Linked DNA regions of Mus musculus: all the other regions are linked to region 3. A link is a contact called in public HiChIP or PLAC-seq and promoter capture Hi-C data. All regions are on one chromosome and are shown on one strand. Each heading gives the region's core, a stretch centred on a gene start, on an enhancer-like site or on the middle of the called end of the contact. The rest is flanking DNA. Distances are from core to core; before and after follow the strand shown. Region 1 has its middle 32 kb from the start of Cetn4. Region 2 overlaps Fgf2os (a long non-coding RNA gene). Region 3 holds the start of 4932438A13Rik (RIKEN cDNA 4932438A13 gene).

Evidence for each region. Promoter capture Hi-C pulls out the DNA fragments that hold promoters and counts their contacts. HiChIP or PLAC-seq counts read pairs in DNA pulled down with a chosen protein or histone mark.
Region 1: a contact with region 3 is called in a promoter capture Hi-C map of hematopoietic stem and progenitor cells, with 2.7 times the contacts expected there. The contact joins the enhancer-like site here to the promoter of 4932438A13Rik in region 3. A contact is called at or near these places in 4 of 39 promoter capture datasets (the HPC-7 cell line, embryonic stem cells, hematopoietic stem and progenitor cells and 1 more), 1 of 484 Hi-C or Micro-C datasets (nephron progenitors), 1 of 115 datasets of contacts at active chromatin or transcription factors (memory CD8 T cells) and 3 of 9 other capture datasets (adipose tissue, liver and macrophages).
Region 2: a contact with region 3 is called in an H3K4me3 HiChIP or PLAC-seq map of bone marrow-derived macrophages, with 4 times the contacts expected there. The contact joins the enhancer-like site here to the promoter of 4932438A13Rik in region 3. A contact is called at or near these places in 1 of 115 datasets of contacts at active chromatin or transcription factors (bone marrow-derived macrophages) and 3 of 9 other capture datasets (liver, macrophages and pancreatic islet).

What each region holds. Positions count from the first base shown.
Region 1 is chr3:37,279,296-37,282,490 of GRCm38.p6, reverse strand. No RefSeq gene overlaps it. Among named protein-coding and RNA genes, the nearest start is that of Cetn4, 32 kb to the left of the region's middle. Within about 2 kb of position 1,785, at least 44 of the 459 cell types and tissues checked have an H3K27ac peak or open chromatin away from gene starts, as enhancers often do. A contact at or near this core is called in the HPC-7 cell line, hematopoietic stem and progenitor cells and memory CD8 T cells, where this site is marked.
Region 2 is chr3:37,330,554-37,333,573 of GRCm38.p6, reverse strand. It overlaps Fgf2os (a long non-coding RNA gene), which reads left to right. Exons shown (of 4, transcript XR_003954461.1): 4 at 1-3,020. Among named protein-coding and RNA genes, the nearest start is that of Fgf2, 17 kb to the left of the region's middle. Within about 2 kb of position 1,318, at least 43 of the 459 cell types and tissues checked have an H3K27ac peak or open chromatin away from gene starts, as enhancers often do. A contact at or near this core is called in bone marrow-derived macrophages, where this site is marked.
Region 3 is chr3:36,861,719-36,864,975 of GRCm38.p6, reverse strand. It overlaps 4932438A13Rik (RIKEN cDNA 4932438A13 gene), which reads right to left and starts at 1,870. Exons shown (of 86, transcript NM_172679.2): 1 at 1,628-1,870; 2 at 491-589.

The DNA of each region.
Region 1 (3,195 bases), core at 536-3,035, 420 kb before region 3:
TGCCTACTCGCTCCCATCTCCTGCCTGAGAAGGCAGTCACAGAGAGCCAGGAGACTTGAGCCAGCTGGGATGGAAACCCAGGGTGTCATCCTCAGAGTCTGCACATTTAGTTCACGTCTTTCTGTGACACCCCTGTCCTAAGCATCCATGCTTCTTAAACACCGTCTATTCGGAGGTGAGGTTTATTCTGCACGGTGCTTTGGGGTAAAATTGTCCACGTGGGAAGTCTAACCTGAGGTTTGGGAGTGGTTTGTGTGTGTGTGTGTGTGTGTGTGTGTGTGTGTGTGTGTGTGTGTGTGACTATTTACTGTTGGCTCTCAGCCACATTTGTTAGAGTACTGGACATGGGTGACGGGCATGGAGTGGCCTAGCCAGTGATTCTGTAGCTACAAACCACTCTTCCCTCCCTAGAGGAGAGAAGACAAAGGGAAACCCAGTGTACATTCATGACCCATGCTAAACGCAGGAAACTGACTTTCCTCCTCTTACTGGGTGGTAGAAACTCTTCTGTGATCGTCCTCTGTCTTATTGACAAGTGAATTACACCTCAAATATTCATTAGCACACAGTCAGAGCCCTGTCCAGTAAGCCGGGTTGTCTTCTACTTGACAAATGCACCCAAACTTACTGTGATGTTAAGATACCCATTGTATTGATAATAACCTCTCCAGTTCTGTATATTTTCAAAATGCAGCTAGTCAGAAAAAAAAAAAAACTAGTCAAATCGGTAAGGCATGTGCCTCTTTTTAAAAGTGGATGTTAAATTTACAACTTATCGTTTTTTAATTAATTCTCATTTCAATATTACAATTCATTGGAAACTATCATCTAAGCATTCTGTCATTTCAAAATATATTTATCTTTAATTAGAAAAAATTCAATTTAACTAGAATTGGGCCATGCCAAACTTTCCAAAATATTACACTTGAAGTTTTGGTTGATGGTTGTCATCTTCCTAGTGTTAATGTACAAAGTGAAGAATAACCCTGATCACGACTTGCAGTCATTTTTATTCAGAAAAGAAAACCTCCTCCCACAGTTATTGGAGGCCCCAATGGCCCCTAGAAGTTCGTGCAATAATTGCTTTCAAAGGAATGTATGAGTCGCTTTTCTAGGCAGTCACCCACTCCTTTCTCTGATGATTAGAATTTCAAAAGTGAAAACATCACTTTTTCTTATTGTTACCGAAGCTGGATCATGAACGTCAAGATTCAGGGCACTAGGGAAGTGCAGGTCAAGTGTAAGATGCCAGGAACCATCGGCCACTTTCACGCAGAGCCTTCCCATCACTGCTCATGGAGGGTGTGTGAGCTCCCGGGCAGCCACCTGCACAACTTTCCACTGCGTGGAATTCCATCCGTTTAATCAAACCGAAACAAAAGGTAGTGTTGAGGTCCTTGGACCTTAAAAGATTTCCTTCCTGATACATTATCTTGTTAACCCATTACATCATTCAAAAAACCAAATACCCCAGCTCAGCACACAGGAAATGTAAGAAAAAGAGGAACTAGAAAACATAATGTTATACACGTGTATACCACACACAGACACAGACAGAATATAGAAAACTCAATCATTTATTAAACACGTGTAAGGGGACTTAGTATGTTTGAAATTATAAGCCTTGCCGATTAGTTTTTCTAATTTTGCAAAGAAAGTAATAAATTATGACACAATCCTAATTGGTGGTAGAATTATGTGACAGGGGTCTACACTTACATGCACAGAACATGCAGCTGCTTCAGCCCTGTGCCACTGATGCTGCCATCCTATGGGCCCAGGTTCTGCTGGAACTCAGGAGGTTTAGACACATGGACGAATGAGTAACCACTCAGTATCCCTGTGGCTTCAATCTCAGTCTGTTTAAATACAAGACAAATGACAACTTCAGCTAGTTCTGGCAGTTGCATTGGGTGATTCTGTCTTTGATACATGTCCCAACCTTCAGGATTTCTCCCTTGGGAAGCTTTCCTATGCTCTGAGGTATGACGGTGAAGAGATGGGCATCTAGGCACCAGAGTAGCTTGTGTCCTCTGAGATCTGGCTGCCTGGGAGCCTGCCTGTTCTGAGATCTGAGACTGAGTTATCTGATCTGGTCTCTCTCAGTTTGGTGTGACCTCCTCTCAGTGGTGGCTTGGGCCACAACAGTCAGTTGATGCCTGGCTTCAGAGTCCTGTTGGGAAACCAGGACCACCAGCTGCCTTCTGTAGCCTTCTTCCTGGCAGTGGGTATTTCTGAGCTTTGTGTTGTTTGAGCATCAAGGGAAATTAAGAAACAAAAAACAAAACCCAAACAACAACAACAACAACAACAACAAAACCCACAAACAAACAAAACAACTTGTGTTTTATAAAAAGAAAAGGAAGCTAGGGATATGTTTGGTAGAGGCGCAGTATGGTGAGGTGGAAGGGGGTGCATCTTCCCGCCCATGCTAAGACATCCCTTTCCTCTGAGGTACCAGCCATATGATGGATATAGTATGGAATAGAGTCTATTTAGGGCATGGGGAGGGGAGTTGAGGAGGGAGTAGAGAGAGAGAAAGGCAGAGAGAGAAAGAGAGGAGAGACTGGGGGTGGGGGGAGAGGCCAGTCAGGAACCTGTGGAGAGAGAGGGAGAGGGGGAGAGGAATGGGGAAAGAAGGGTGTGTGTGTGTGTGTGTGTGTGTGTGTGAGAGAGAGAGAGAGAGAGAGAGAGAGAGAGAGAGAGAGAGAGAGAGAGAGGGGAGGGGGCAGACAGGCCCCTTTAGAGTGAGCCAGAATACCTAGCTGTTGCCAGGTAACTGTAGTACCTAGAAGGAATACCAACATTCCTCCATTTTGGTTTAATTTAAAAAAGGAAATATTAGAAAGAGGTGATGATGAAGCAGGAATAGGGTTGTCATGATCTTTAGCTACTTCCTGCTGACTTTGGGGTGACATGTCTCTGGGAAGCCTAAGAAAATGAGTATGGGGATGTTGGTCCAGTCTTAGGAGAGTTGGCTATTTCCTTGCTGTCCAGGGTCTGTGGATAGGAAGGAGCAGGTCCAGTAAAAGTATCTGTGTCTGTGAGAATAGATCGGAGCATCTCTGGGTTACTTCTCTGGAGCTGTTCTGGATATAGATTTTGAGCAAACACCTGGACTTGGCAAGATGTTAAAACACACACACACACACACACACACACACACACACACACACACACACACACACACACACA
Region 2 (3,020 bases), core at 69-2,568, 470 kb before region 3:
TTAAAGGTCATCTAGACACAGACAACAGCACCAGGCCCCGTGCTCAGCTTAAGTACCTGTTTGCTGTCGCCATCTTGAAATTCTTAATTTTTGAGCAAGAGTTAAGTTTGTTTCTATGTTTTTTTCTAAAACAAATAGGCATACATTTCTATTTTTATGATTTTAATATAAAACTATGCTATATGTACATTGTTACTTCTGTCTTTTGCTCATATTTTATATATCCTCAGCATCATTTTTTTTAACTAGGTATTTTCCTCCAACATTTCCAATGCTATCCCAAAAGTTCCCCATACCCTCCCCCCTACCCACCCACTCCCACTTTTTGGCCCTGAAGTTCCCCTGTACTGGGGCATATAAAGTTTGCAAGTCCAATGGGCCTCTCTTTCCTCAACATCATTTTAAGGGTAGATAGTACTCTATAAAGTATGGATATGTTTATTTATATTTGTTTTTAATCAAGTTATTTATTTATAGTTGTTTGTCCATATGGGGATATGTACATGTAAGTGCAGGTACACACAAAGATGACAAGAGGGTGTGAGATCTCTTAAAGCTGGAGTTACAGGAGGTTATGAGCCACCCAAAGGGGGTGACAGGAACCGAACTGTCCCCTGCAAGAGCAGTGAATCAATGATCCCTCTCTCTAGCCCTCAGAATGGTTGAATAGCAATTAATTTACAATATATAGTGGTTTTATTGATTGTAATTTTCCATAGAATTCTGATGTGCTTGATAACCAGTAGAGGCAAATATATCTTTTATTCTAATCTTAATTATTGATATTAACTCTCAGATCATACCTTATACATCACATAGTAAATTAATCTAGATCTACATCTCTAGGTTTCAGAATGGTTACAGTGGGTTAAAGAGGCCACGGTAGAGTTCAAGAAGCTCCAAGAGGCCTAAGAAGCAGAAGCAGGGGAAGCTGACAGAGACCCAAGAGGCTCTGTGGGGAGTAAAGGCCCTGTGCACCTTCCAGGGCCAAACTTCAGGTCAAAGCTGAACTGGGACTCACAGTCTAGCTAAACTGCAGAATCAAGGCAAAGGACTGTGGAAGTTGAAGAGATAAACTGAAGTACTGGGTTCAGATGGAGAGCAACTTGAGGACGCCACATCAACAGGAGGTACAGAGCCAACAAGAGCTCTCTGCCTGCTGTTCCTTGACACAATGAGTCGTTTGATGACATATCTATGGGGAAACTGCCATCGCAGGGCCAAGTGCCTTCCTCTTTCCGAGGTCCAGACAAGGGTGTTGTATCACTTCCTTCTGGAGGGATACTTCTTAAATTCTCAGGCATGGTTTTGCTGATAAGATTGTAATACATCCATGTGTCATGTGTCCCTTATTTGTGACCTCCACCCAGCCTGAAGCTGGCTGAACCAGACCTCAACTTTGCTGCCACTAAGGAGATTACCTAGGGTGGAGCCTGCCTCCCTAGATTACTCTATTGTTCAGCCACTGTCGCTGCTACCAGCTGGGAGTTGGCCTAGCTATTCTGGAGACTACACCCTATCCTGCACGTGGTCACCTGCAGCTGGGCGCCAAGGGTGAATTGGTGGGAATAGGCCTCCCCCCTCCTTTATAAAGCGTGTCTGCCATTAAACATTTGAACCTTGAGCAGACTAGCACGTCTTGGTTCCATTATTTCTCGACCCACCTAGATTCCCTCTTCTCTTTCAGCTCCAGGCTGCCTCCCAGGCTCGAACCCAGACATGAGAGCCACAGGCCGGCCCCAACACTTATTGACTTAATAAGTTTATAGAGTCGCAATTTTTCTACTTCTCAAAATAATTTTTATTTATCAGTCTGTGCCTGCTGGGTGGGTGGTTCTGGCACATGGTGGTGTTTTACGCTCTCTGAGGTGTAGAGTCATCCTGTCTTTGTATTTACACTCGAAATGGAACCATGTTGCTAGTAACAAGGAGTCACTCAGCAAAGTCTAGCCTGAAAGACAGTTCCAATCTCACAACTGCAACAGCATCTGGATTTGGTAGCAAAGGCTAGGGGGTAGAGTCACTGATGCTGGCTAATCTAAGAGAGTGAGTGGTGAAGGAAGAGAACTGGAGTGGAAGAAGGTGTTCTGTAATACTGAAGCCTCAGATATGCTTCCGGACATATGGACTGTCAGCAGGGCAGAAAATGGGACACAACTCTGTTGTTGCCAAACAGCAGCCTGAGGACTTCCTCCTCCTCCACCACCACCACCACCATCAATTTATTGTATTTTACTTTAATTTTTTTAAGGGACCTCAGCTCAGGCTAGCCAGTGTAAAAAACTATTTCAGGACAAGCTAGCATGAAGCAGAAACTTTCCGTATAGAGGAAGGGTTAAGAGGAAGAGAAGTTCTTAGGGACACACACTTGAATGTTTGAGGGTGGGCTTCTCTATGTCTAGGGCCCATTTACATTTCTCCTCCCTCCTCTGATTTTCTCGGTGAGGCATATGCCTGCTGGCTAGTCTCAATAGCCAAATGATGTCTAAGCAATGGTCTCTTCAAAGAATTTGTCTGCTAAAGAACCTCCAAGGGGTTTGCACTGTTTTCTGAATCAAGGGTGGCTTTCTACAGTGGGATCCACTACATTCTCTGGCTTCTCCTACCCTTCTTGCTTATTGGCTACTTGCCACTTTTAACACTGCAGCTGCATAGAGGGAACTTTGTTTGGTAACTCTTCTACATTGAATCATTGCCCATGATACAGTCTCACACCAAGCCTCTCAATTTTCCAGTCCAAACCTTGTCCTCCTGCAAAGTCCACACCAAACGATACTTTATCTGTGGGAGTCTTTCCATTTCCTCAACCAAATTACACCCTCTCTTGAACTCCTATACCAAAATCTGGTGGTATCTAGTCTACTCTAGTTTTCGGCTATAGTTATTTAGTTCCACCACTAGAATGCACATTCTTGAAAGCAGTGTCTTCATTAACTTGATAATCCTCTTCCTCTATATAATTGGCTTCTCATAGAGGCCACTCCAGAACACCCTGGTTGAAGATAATTGAATCAGGGAAT
Region 3 (3,257 bases), core at 621-3,120:
AAAAGAGAGAGAAAGAAAGAAAGAGAGAGAAAGGAAGAAAACATTTCAAGTTGGGTAATTGTTGCAAACCTATACCAAGAAGCTGAGGCAGGAGAATCTCTAGTTCCAGGCAAGCCTTGGCTGCAGAGATCTTTATCTGTACTTAAAAGGCAAATTACTACAACAATAACAAGCGCACACAGAGACATATAAATATTCTTTTCTAAGCATTTTGTAAACATGAGCAAATAATAGAGCAAGCAAAAGAAAAGCAAACTGGCACCCGGCGATGGTTGGTCCCTCCCCTGGGCGTTCCTATGCCAATGCAAAAGTTAAGCACTTGAGTTAATTATCAATCAGGTATCCAGGTATCAGCAGTCCAAAATGCAGATGGAATGATTTGTGGGTCACAGATGGACTGAATCACAAATGAAGCATAAAGTTAACTTTTCTCTATCTGGACTTTAATAAGAAATTAGATTTTTTTTAAATCTTAGGCAGAAATACTTACACAAGATTTCTTGTTTTATTTTGTTTAGTTTTTTAATCTTCAATGTTGTTTATCTTTCCTCTTCTGAAGGTCCTTCTGCAGCGCTTCATCTTAACAAGTCTGAAAAGACCAGCATATCAATCAATTAGAAAAGGTATCCTAACTTTGTTGGTAGAGCAACCGTTTCAAACTAAATTATTTAAACACACCAGGAAACTCTTCAGTATTTGGTCCAATGTTACATTCCTACACCTCAAATAAGACTAAAATAATTTAAGAACCACTTTATATGTAAAAGAAACATAGGAGTCCACGAGGTAGGAGTCAGGATGCTAATGGTGACGTTCTACCTGCGAGGCACACTTAAAAGTGCAGCCTTGAAAGAATGTTTCTACTGACACCGAGTCTGCTGGAAAGAACTGTGCCTTCATTTCCTCTCTACTCTGGGCACCTGGCACATTTTATCACAGGGCACTTGCCTTGCAAACTTTTAAGGCATTTGAGTAATGGGGGGGGGGTGGCATGCTAACTGAGGGGCCATAAAGTGAGAAAGTCAGGTTTGAAACAGTTCTGTTCCAAGGTTCTCAGCTACAAAGTGGGGAAAGGCTTCACCTTTTTGTTACAAACTGTATGAGCGCATATTAAAATAGCACATAGCAGTCATTGCTAAGTCAAATATTCTGACTAACTCATCCACTTTTATACTTGTCAGATTAAATCTGCTTCGTTGTCATGCACGGGATGAAAGCAGCAACGCGAAACCACCTGAAACCTACTTTCTCCGTTCCAGAACCCATGACTGCTCAGAGGAAATTTACAAGAATTCGTCCCCTTTACCGGACATCCCACTGTCAACACCACAACCGATGGGGCGAGGAAGGAAGAAATCTAATATTCCCCGGATGGAAGATAACCCTTGTGGACCTTCCTCTGGCAGGAGAGGTGTCCACTCAGGTATGCCCTACCAGACGAGGGCCGAGCCAACCCGGGGCGCTCGGCCCTGCCCACCCCGCCAGGTCCGCGCGCCCGCCCCCCCCGCCCGCAACCCCAGCACCCGGCTGTCAGGGCCTGCTAGGCCTCCACCTTAACCTCCGACCTCCGACCTCCGACCCCCAGGCCCGCGCCACAGCCGCGACCCCGCAAACCTTCCAGACTCACCCGGAAAGGCGCTGCCCACCTCGCCACCTCCCAGCCCTCACCGCGCGCAGCCTCTCGAGCTCCTCTCACTTGACAGCACAACAGCCCCGAGTCGGGACCTCCGCTGATGCTTACACCCTCAGCCTGTAGCACGTCCAGCTCGGCCCGCCGCCTCGGACACCCATGGGGCGGAGGAGTAGAGCCGAGGCAGGAGTGGAGGCCAGCGGCACCGCAGCTGCGTCAACTGGCAGCGTATCACGTCAAGGCGCCAGCGCCTCCGTGTACGCCACTCTGGCCCCGCCCAAGAACCGAGTTAGCCCCGCCCCTCACTGGCACCAGGCCCGAACGGAGAAGCGCCGCTTGGGCCGGGGGCGGGGCCGGGGCGGGGCGGGCCGGGGCGGAGGCGGGGCCTTGGAAGGCCGGGGCAGAGGACAGGGCTTAGGCCCTAGGGATGAGATCTAGGTCAATGGGGCAAAGCCTGAGCTTCAGGACCAAACTAAAGACTAAAGTTGGAACCTGTGCCTAGAGGCGAATCCTGTTTTTACAAGAGAACAGGCCTGAGCAGAGGGGCGGGGCCATGTCCACAGGGCGTAGCCTAGTCTGAGAGACACAGGTCACTACTGATTTGAAAACTACCTTGTTCCAGATTCCAATTGTGGCGTGGGGGTTGTAAACATCGTCCTGATAATGTAGACAGTATAATCAACGTAGGAAAAGGAAGCCAGAAAAAGGAGAGTCTGCTAGCTATGGCATGCATCTCACAGAAGATGCATTTGATGTATGAAACACTGACCTAGGAAATTAACCAAATATTTTAATTTTTCACAAATTAAAACCTAAGGCTCAGGAAGTTGAAGTACTTTGTCAGTTTAGAGATCTAGGATTTGAGCCCCAGCGCCACAGCTTCCAGTACATTCTCTACACTACCTGTCAATATCTAAGCCTCTGGTTCTAAGAGTTCAGGTCACTCAACATTTCCACTTGGGGGTGGGAGCATCCACTTTTAAACAGATGTGAAGCCAGATATAATAAATAAATAAATAAAGTCTTAGCAAGAGTTCTTTGAACTAGAAGTGACTGAGATATGATTCAGTTTCCCCAAAACAAAACAAAACTGAAACTAAATTGCTCCAGAGATAAGAAGATCTTAGGATAGCAAGAAGAGAAGTATAATTCACAGCAGACTTCCTCTACAGTGAGTGAGGAATTGGAGAATCTGAACACTTACTTGTCTCCTTTCTTCTTATCCCCTGAGGAAGAGCCACCCTGAGCTACAGGTGTAAAAGAGATGACATCTTCAAGATGAGTTATTCATCGTAGAGCTTTTCTATTCCAAGGGCCTCTAACCCTGGGAAGATGATTAAGCAAAGAGTTCAGGGTGGCTCAGGAAATTTACATAGCAACACTTCCTGGCTCTTGAACCTTCCCCCTACTTTGACTTTTCACCAGCATGTGAAAAATGCAGATGGTGTCAGAAAAAGAAAAAGAAAAAAAAACTGCCTCCAGCAAATACAATGTGAACTTCTCTAGCTGGACATAGCTAAAGTATGCATAGCATCCCAGCACATTGGAAAAGCCTGGGTTTGAGACCAATAGAGAAACTTCTGGACCAGCCTGAGCTACATCAAAAAGAAAAAAAAAAAAAAGAATT